2 separate regions of the Anas platyrhynchos genome follow, and region 2 is linked to region 1. A link is a contact called in public Hi-C data. All regions are on one chromosome and are shown on one strand. The core of a region is the stretch at or near the end of the contact, and the rest is flanking DNA. Distances in the headings are between cores, read along the strand shown.

The links. Hi-C and Micro-C count contacts between places; a contact is called where the count stands out from the background.
Region 2: a contact with region 1 is called in a Hi-C map of subcutaneous adipose tissue, with 2.2 times the contacts expected there. The contact joins the enhancer-like site here to the promoter of LOC140002270 in region 1. A contact is called at or near these places in 3 of 8 Hi-C or Micro-C datasets (F1 follicle, liver and subcutaneous adipose tissue).

The regions. Positions count from the first base shown.
Region 1 is chr3:117,389,208-117,393,839 of IASCAAS_PekinDuck_T2T, forward strand. LOC140002270 (gallinacin-11-like) reads left to right here and starts at 1,499. Exons shown (of 3, transcript XM_072036549.1): 1 at 1,499-2,321; 2 at 3,250-3,378; 3 at 4,142-4,632. The coding sequence starts at 2,264. The coding sequence ends at 4,269. It overlaps LOC140002272 (a long non-coding RNA gene), which reads left to right. Exons shown (of 2, transcript XR_011808613.1): 2 at 590-1,006.
Region 2 is chr3:117,535,946-117,540,594 of IASCAAS_PekinDuck_T2T, forward strand. BLK (BLK proto-oncogene, Src family tyrosine kinase) reads right to left here. Exons shown (of 13, transcript XM_005030599.6): 11 at 3,509-3,659; 12 at 1,005-1,136; 13 at 1-757. The coding sequence ends at 549. Among named protein-coding and RNA genes, the nearest start is that of BLK, 37 kb to the right of the region's middle. Within about 2 kb of position 3,071, at least 3 of the 8 cell types and tissues checked have an H3K27ac peak or open chromatin away from gene starts, as enhancers often do. A contact at or near this core is called in subcutaneous adipose tissue, where this site is marked.

The sequences.
Region 1 (4,632 bases), core at 249-2,748:
ACCAGCCGCACAGCCAGGCAAGAGATGCATTTTACTCAGTGAACGAGCATCCTTCCCCAGGCCAGGCTGGAAATTCAGCTTATTTTTCCAAATATTTTACCAAAATTAATTTAGTACCAAATCTAAGGAGGATTTTTTTTCCCCCAGGATAAAAATTATGGTCATAATTTGAAAGGGATCAAGACTGTACAAAAGCTTATAGCCTGACAGTGAGCATATTCACGTGCAATGGGTGGAAGTGATAGGGAAGGATTTTGAATGTTAGATCATTAGAAAAGCACTCCTCTTCTAGCAGATGATCAACATGCTTGAGGTATTGTATTTCTCCTTCGTTTCCCATGGGGAAAAAAAAAATAAAGTAAAAAAAATATAGTAAAAAAAAAAAAAAAGTAAAGTAAAGTAAAGTAAAGTAAAATAAAATAAAATAAAATAAAATAAAATAAAATAAAATAAAATAAAATAAAATAAAATAAAATAAAATAAAATAAAAAAAATAAAATAAAATAATAAAATAAAATAAGGTAAATGCTTCTATTCCTTAATTAAGCATAACATTGACTTTTTTTTATTTTTCAATTTTAAAAATAAGTTTGCAAAATTGGAAGTCTGGATTCCATTTTCAGCCTGATGAAATACAATGTTGGATCTTGTCTGAGAGCTGAGATGTTCCCTTCCACTAGAATCCAAGACAGTTGACGTTTCCCCATCAGTGCCTTGTTTCATCCATTTCTCTCTGCAAGGGACCCAGACAGACCTCCTGCCACATGGCTGCCCGGGAGACCCAATGGCGCCTGCAAATCTGAACTGAAAAGCTAAGAAAGAAGCCAGAAAGGCAGAGAACAATGCACATTAACGGAGGGGAAGGCTGCTATTGTTGACATTGAGGCCGCTGGGTCAGAACAACATCCATAAATATCACGTGCAGGAACAGGCTCAAGTAGGTGGCACTGTTTTATAAAATAAACCACACCAAACCAAACCAAAATAAAACAAAACAAAACAAAACCTACAGCATTTAATTTGTCAACAGAAAAGTGACAAAGCATTTCCTCAGGACACCTTGGAGCAGACAGTGGGCAAACACCTGCTTCTGTCTTATGGGCATCCCTAAAGCACTGGGTGCTGGGGAAGAGACCAGCATGAGCATGCTCTGGTTGAACAGCTTCAGCAACAGCTACAGCACCCTGCGGTGCAAACCACCTCCAACACATCAAGATTTTGCTCTGTAAGTAGCAAAATTCTGTTTTTAACAATACAGCAAGTTCCAGAAAATGAAGTCCTGGTAGCCAGACCACAAACCAAGCCAGCTAATTTCAGGCTGCTCTAACATCTTGCTCTGGGCATGAGGAAGCAACACCTGGGAGAACAGTGGTACACACTGACTCCTCCCTGGGAAGACTTTTTGCCATTTTCTGCATGATTTCACCTAAATACGTCATAAAACCAAACAAGCTTTGCCAAGAAAGGTTGGTGCTTTCTGACTGACACATGTTTTCCATATGATGCTCAACACTTCCAGGCTGAATCCAAGCGTAAACCCCTGAACCTTAACTAATCTGCAGCTTGCCTTACCAACCTGCTGCTCTACCTTTGAGGTGTAAGTTCTTCCCAGTTCTTCTACATTCTGCTGGAGTTCAAGTGCCTGCTCCAAGTGAAATAAGAGTGGAGATGGGAAATGCCCTGTGATGTGTGCTGGCTTGACCTGGATGGGTTAACTCACCATCTGGGTGTTTTCCAAGGTGTCTGAGAGCAAAACGAGCAAGCACAGGATCCAGGAGACATCATTATCTGTCGAGATCTTCACTTTCTTGTGCATTTCACCATTTTTCACATCTTCAGATTGCTCTGCTCGTCTTGATTTTCCAGGATTTCCAAGATAAACCAGGGAGGGTGCAAGGCAACCACTGATGTTGTTTCAAGGAAAGGGTTCAAGATGTCCTGAATGAGTTAGGAGACTAGGAGAATATTAAATAGTGCTTACACAACTATATGTAGGTGCTTACATCTCGGTGTCTTAATCTATGGGAGGTGTAGCTACCTCTCGGATTGCTTTTGTGCCCCTCTGCCATTGTTCGGGTTTAGCAGCGTGCAGCGGTCAAGCTGTACTTGTGGCTCCGTGGCCCGCCTTCCACCCTCACCACTGCCAAGGTCCCTGGACAGCCAGCTCTGTTCCCACAGCTCTATAAAGCTGGAGTGCTCCCTCCTGCCCTGCTCCACATTTCTGGTGCTGTGGTCCTGTCCCCTGCAGCTGGGACCTCCTGCCATGAAGCTTTTCTCCTGCCTCGTGGCTGTTCTCCTCTTCCTCTTCCAGGCTGCTCCAGGTAAGGGGCAAGACCCAGGTGGGGTCTGCATTTACGAGGTCAGAGTCTTGTTGCTGCTCCTTTTAGAGATGTTCCCTATTTCTTAGTCCTGGAACTGAAAGGAAAGATGAAGCCAAAGTGACCAGATACCAAACCAGAATTTTCTGATGGGAGGTACGGGTTAAACCACAACGGGGTCGCTGGCTTTTCAAAACTCCTTGAAGTTACTTTATGGCGTTTGGTGGTACTGCTGGAAGAAGGCACCATGGAAATGATCTGCCTCTTCATAACCCAGGGTCGCAAGTACTCTCCTTTATGTACTGTAGGAAAGGGATGGAAGCATTACCTTGTATTACTCAGGTTGAACTACACCAAAGAAGTTTGCGTTGGCTCTGTGAATATCCTGGCTCCCCTTCCTCAGCCCTTCTGTTGCACCAATTCATTTACTGATTGTGCTTTTAGCCTAACTTTTCTTCATATTTAAGGAAATTCCCCCTTCTTGGGGTAAAGCTTTCAGAAAAGGAAGGAACTGGGCAAATCTGCTGTCCCTTGTAACTGGACCAGATCCCAACCCTGGGTGTTGTGTAAGGTGTAGGTACATCTCAGGTGGGTAGGTACAAGCACCTTGTTGTCCCTTCCATGACCAGCCTAAAGCACAGCAGTCCCAGAACTAAGGGGCATCTGAAGGCTACCCACTAAGGGATAGGATATGATCAAGGTCAGGATATGATCAGAAACAACAGCTATCTTTTTCTCTGGTTGTACAAAGGCCTTCCTTGGAGTCCTGTGAGGTCCACGAGGCTTCTCAGAAATTTTGGAGAATCTGTCTTGTGCTTTTGGGGTATTTGTATCAGACCCGTACTAGGGGTCCATGGGGTTTCAGCAGGAGGAAGACCATGGGAAATGGACTGATCCTGCAGCACAACTGGGAATGCCGTTCTTCCTGTAGGTCTCGGCTTGCCCAAGGACACCTTACGTTGTGTTCGCTACCACGGTTTCTGCTTCCAACCAAAAGCTTGCCCACCACCGTTTGCTGCATTTGGAACTTGCTCTCAACGTCAGAAAACCTGCTGCATAGGTAGGTGTGGAAACCCTGCCTGGGCAGGCAGCATTTGGAGAGGAGATTAGCTGGGGGCCAGCTGACTGCATCCACACAGCTGGGTTTAACAGGCCCCAGCTGACCTCTTCCTCATAAATTTCTCTAATCCTTTCTGGACTTGCTTATTTTGGAGCCCCTTGTTAGTCAATTAAAAAATCAAACATTACATCTATACATGCTTTATATCCAGCTGTGCTGGTCTGACCTAAAGTTCATCCAGCATCCTGTATCTGACCATGGCCAGAGGTGGATGCTCCTCTACGGTTAGTTTGTGTGGCTGCAAAATGAGAATAATGAGCACCACAAGGGTATAATTACACTTTCCCACTCTTTCTCCTGGCTTTTGTGAATTTGCAGCTCAGGACTTTTAGATCTAGGCACCCTCATGTTTAGAAGTCCTTACTGGATTTCTTCTCCTAATTACAGATTTCTTCTGTGTGTTCTAAAACCTCTTCCTTCCTGATTTTATTCTGTACCGCAAATGAAACAAATAGTCATTCTGCAACCATCTTCTTCATAGGTTTTTAATATCCCTCCTTCAGTAGTTTCTATTCCCAGTTGGTAGATCACAAATTCCTCTTCTTTCAGACGTGCTCTGATTAACCCCATAGTCCTTTGTGTCTTTACGTTTGAAGACACAGGAACCAGAACCTCGTGATTCTCTCCATGTATGAGTGTGTCAGTGGTTCAGATAGTGATGCAATTATGTTTTCTGTTTTGACTTAAATCCTTTTCATTCCAGACACTACATCAAACCTCCATACTTGTCAAGAAGAAGGGGGCCATTGCGTGCCTCCGAAAATCAAATGTCTGCGAGGGCAGCTGGGACTTTGCCCTCGCAAAGGATGGAAGTGCTGCAAAGAGATGTAATAAAGACCTCACAGAACTGCAGAAAACCACAGAAATGCATGGACAAGAAAACAAACAAGCTTTCTTCCTGGTGTTGTAGAGAAGCTGCCTGGCTTTCTCAGCATATGAAGTGTATAATTACTTACAGGCAACGTGTTTTTTTAATCTATATAACGAAGGCAATAAATATTAAACAAAGAGTGTAACAGTCGCATAAATGCTCAGAAAGAGGCAGAACATCTCTGCCTTACACCCACGCAGAGAAATCCACAGAAGCATAGCTGTTACGCCCTTGGAAACCACATCCCCTCGTAATCTAGACTCGACCTCCCTCTTTTTTTCTGTCCTGCCCTGCAGCTTGCAGCGCGGCACTTGGGCTCCCTG
Region 2 (4,649 bases), core at 1,821-4,320, 150 kb after region 1:
GTTCTTTATTACGGATTTGGGGTTGGCACCACATGGAGGGGTTGCTCCAGAGCCTGGGGGCCTGGCATGGCCCATGGAGGTGCAGAGAGGACACATCTCACCCCTGCCCATGGCGTGAAGGGGGCTGTAGTAATGCCAGTGGTGGCATCAGCATGGGGGGGACATTGTGCAGCCGCCTCGTACCCCGCTCCCGGCCACGTTCCCCTCTTTTTGGAGGCGGAGGGATGGCAGCTAGGGGGGCTGAGAGGCTTTTCTGCCCCCAAGGTGGGTCAGGAAGGAGGCAGCAGAAGGTCACAGCAGAGTCCCTCATTGGGAGCAATCCTCCAAGGCCTAGGAGGAAGGAGCTGCACCAGCTCCTCTTCAGTCTCGGTGACAGTGACAGAGCTGGCAGCAGCCACCTCCCCTCACCTCCCTCCTCCTTCCCCGTCTCCAAACGCATCCTGGCATCACTCAGGAGAAAGGGAAAGGCCTGACGAGAGCCATCGTGGGGCTGTGTGGGATGGTGGCTTCCCCCCAGCCCTGTCCCCAGGTGCTGGTGGGACCGTGGCCTACAGCTGCGGCTCCGGCTCGTACTGCTTCTCCGTGGCCGTGTAAAAGTCCTCGAGGACCGACTGCAGGTACTCAAAGGTCGGGCGCTCCTCGGGCTTGTTTCGCCAGCACTTCAGGATGATGTTGTAGAGCTCGGCAGGACACATGTCCGGGCAGGGCATGCGGTAGCCCCGCTCCAGGTTACGAATCACCTCGGGGTTGGTCATCCCTAGAGGGGAACGCAATCCAGAAGGGGTTATTCAGCACCGTGGGGATGCAGGGGCAAGGGTAAACCACAATTCTGGGCACTATCCATGGTTGTATTCCCCTATCCATCCCTCTGCACCCTCCCCAACTCCCCTCTGTGGGTTTTGGGTTTTTTTTGGGAGTACCCCTCTACATGTCTCCGGGCATGAAGCATCACTAGATGCTATGAAGCTTCTGCATGCTCCTCCCTTACTCACAGCGCACCGTACCTGGGTAAGGGATCCTGCCATAGGTTATGATTTCGGTCAGGAGGATGCCAAAAGACCACACGTCAGATTTGATGGTGAAAACTCCAAAGTTAATGGCCTCCGGCGCCGTCCATTTGATCGGGAACTTAGCCCCTGTCCGGAGGAAGAAAAAAGAAAATCAGGAGGTGCTCATGGGCATTAGCAAGTGACTCCCCCAAATTTGAAGCCATTGTTTGCATCAGGGAGATGTCATGGGACTTATTGAAGGTACTGTGGAGTTAAGAAGAAATGGCCAGAGGAAGGTCATTGCTGCCTGTCTCCTGCTTTCACTAAAAGGTCATTTTTCCAGGCACCACTTTGCCTCTCTCAGTTCTGTTTTCTAGTGTCATCAGAGCTATTTCACTTCTAAAGACTTTTTGATATACGTGTGCTTATAAACGTGCATAGGTACTGATACACAGAAGCCAAGTATTGGAAAAAAAAAATAATTAGGTAGCTGCCAATATGCATATTAAAAAAATACAAAAAAAACACCCTCTAGGTACACTATTGTGTGTACCCTCTAGGTACACTATTTTGCTAACCTGCCGTGTGGAACCAGCGTGTTCCTGCAGCCCAAGGGATGTGCCCGTGCTACCTGAAGTCAGTGCTTACCACAGCTTGATTAGAGGCCAATGACAGCGGGATTTTTTTCTGTATTAAATTGCTCACTTCTAGGAGTCTATTTATAGCAAAAGTGCACAAATGATGCAGACATAGGCTCTCTGGTTTTCAAATCTGCGTATGTATTCTACAAACAGAAAACATCCTGTTTGGTTCTGTCCACCAAGACCTTTTTTCAGCAACTGCAGCCAGTAACGACCACACGATTGCAATTTCAGTTTTGCCGAGGCTAAATAAAAAAAAACAAGCCAAACCAACCTTGAGGCATAGGAACTGAACGTGTTAAAGACTGCAGGGAAAAACACATTTTTATTTGTATATACCCTCGCAGGGCTGAAAGCCCAAAGGCAGTGTGTGAAATAAGTGCCTTTGTTCTCGCATGTCATACTTTTGACAAGCAGACTGATGAGTTTAGGAAATGCAATCTATTAAGTGAAAATTGTTCAAAGAAGATAGAGGGGCAGTTGTTATTCAAGATTAAAGCTAGCTGGAAAAATGCTGATAAGAATTGTTTTCCACTGGAAATGTAGATCTTCTGAGTATGTTAACAGAATTATACTGATTTCACCAAAACTTCTGTTTAGGACAAAAACTCCCCTAAATAACTGCAACAGTCTCAAAGTGTCCCTTCATGACATTTCACAAATTATGTTTGTGAGATGTTTCCATTTTGAAATAATTTTATATATTTAAATGGGCATAATTTGTATCGTAAAGTATATTGAGAATAGCAAGTTGAATCAGAATTTTTCTATTGTAAAAGAAAAATAAATCTATTCAATTCCCTTTCCTCGAAATATTCCATATGGTTCCATATGGGGCACCTTAGTTTCATCCCAATTCTGGAAGAAGGTGGGTTTCCAGAATTTCATTTTTTTCTGGTAAGTGCCACGCCAGATTTAATTGTTTGGTTTTCACCATTTCTTTTATTTCCATCGTTCTCTGTAGGGCCCCTTTACAATCTGAATGGCATTCTGTCATCATTGACCTTGAAGTACTGGAAAAAAAAGCCACAGCCAGAGGAATTTGACTTAACCCTGCTGCCAGAAGGCTGTAGACAGATTTCTGCACCAACCAAACCAGCTGCCACCTCTCATGGCCGTGCTCTCCTATCCACCAACAGCTCAGACATTCAGCAGCCCCAGCAAGGGGTTTGGCTTTGCAGGTGGAACCATAAGGACATTTCATGTTAGTACAGGGAATATTGGGTTTGTCTGTTTGTTTTAGATGTTTTAGGTGTGCTGTTCCCTCAGGAAACACCTCCCAGGCTTCAAACCCCATCCCACACTTTGTAAGTTGTTGTTATTCAAGAGACGTGATCTGCTTTGGGCTCTGCTTGCCTGGGACGTCTGGAAATTTCCCCGAGGTCCAGATACATGGCTCCAGCTCCCCTCTGTGGTCCCGCGTGTGCAGTGACTGAATTACACTGCTATTTCCTTCCCTTCGGGCTGACTCACTGTTAACATGTAGGTACAGGCAGTGAGTTTCACTACTGGAGGTCAAAATTTCTCTAGGAACACAACCTGAGATTCAGCAGGACTGCCCCAAACAGTGCCAAAAGACTTTTTTTTTTTTTTTTTTTAATCCCTTTTCTCTCTGCAAACTTCACTTGCTTTTTAATATCCCCAAGTGCTGCTGCCTCTTGTGGGAGCCCATTTTTGGCTCTCGTGCTTGCTCTGCCTGCTTCCTGGGTGCTGACAGCAGCAGAAAGGGGGGTCTGGTCTCAGGCCAACGACGGCAGAGCCCTGTGCCTGGTCCCAGCTCAGCCCTCGGGTGCCCCATGTCTTGGCAGATCTGCATGGCAGGAGGGCTGGAGATAAGGGAAATTTGTTCGGTGAGGCAATGCTGGGAACGCCACTCACCTTCTTGTGCCAAATATTCGTCCTCGATGATCCTGGCCAGGCCAAAATCAGCAATTTTGCAGCAGAGCGTCTCCGAGACGAGGATGTTGGCGGCTCTCAGGTCGCGGTGGATGGAATTCATTCGCTCGATGTACGCCATCCCCTCTGCCACCTAGGAGAGGAGGAAAGAGCCCGTCTCCATCAGCACCTTCCCGTTACATCTTAGCCTGGCTTCATCTCAGCCCCATTTATAAACACACAGCAAATTTGTAGGGTTGTCCACACGCCTCCATGTGCACTGACCTCCATCCATGGATGGACGGATGGACAGACAGATCAATAAACAAGTAGATAAAGAAGTCGACAGACCCATCCATCCATAAATAGATATCGCCCCCGCACATGTGTTTATGTGCAGCTCTACCAGCACGCAGCTGGCGTCCCAAAGCTTGAAGCAGCCAAGTCGAGCCGAGCAGAAGTGTCACTCTCTGTTTTGCTCAGAGGCTGTGGCTTTGAGCTGTGTCTGCAGCTAGGTGTGGAAAGTTGAAGCAAGCCTGAAGCCACATCACTGGATTCCCAGTTTCTGCCACAAGACTCTCCCCACTTGTTATTCATAAATACTACATATTAAAGAAGTGAATTAAAAAACAAACAAAGACACAACAATAAAAAAAAAAAAAAAAAACACACACACAAAAAAAAAAAAAAAAAAAAAAAAACAACAAAAAAAAACCACCGACAACTCAAAGAGCTTGCCTCTCCCTCTGTCACAGTACCGAAGTCCAGATAAGGGACAACCAGATAATCTTCAGTCACCTCTCTTTTCCCTAGCTGGTCTGCTTTAGGGTGGGGAAGAGACCCCTGGAGGTCCTTCCACAACACAGATGAGACTGATGTTTGCTTTCCCTGGGCTGGATCCAGACTAGGAGCCAGGGACACCACGTAGCATCCCTCTGATAGCTACAGGATGCAGTAGAGCAGAAGACCCATATATATATATAGGAATATGAGTGAGATAAAGGGTAAGCCCCTGGGCAAACCCCTTGTCCTAGGCAAATCCTGTGTCCTGGGCACATGCTGCCTTCTTCAACCACCTCCAAAATTTACTTTGGGAGGTTCCTGCTCCTGAGATCCTGAGCAGGGAGCACCTAGGGGAGGTGAT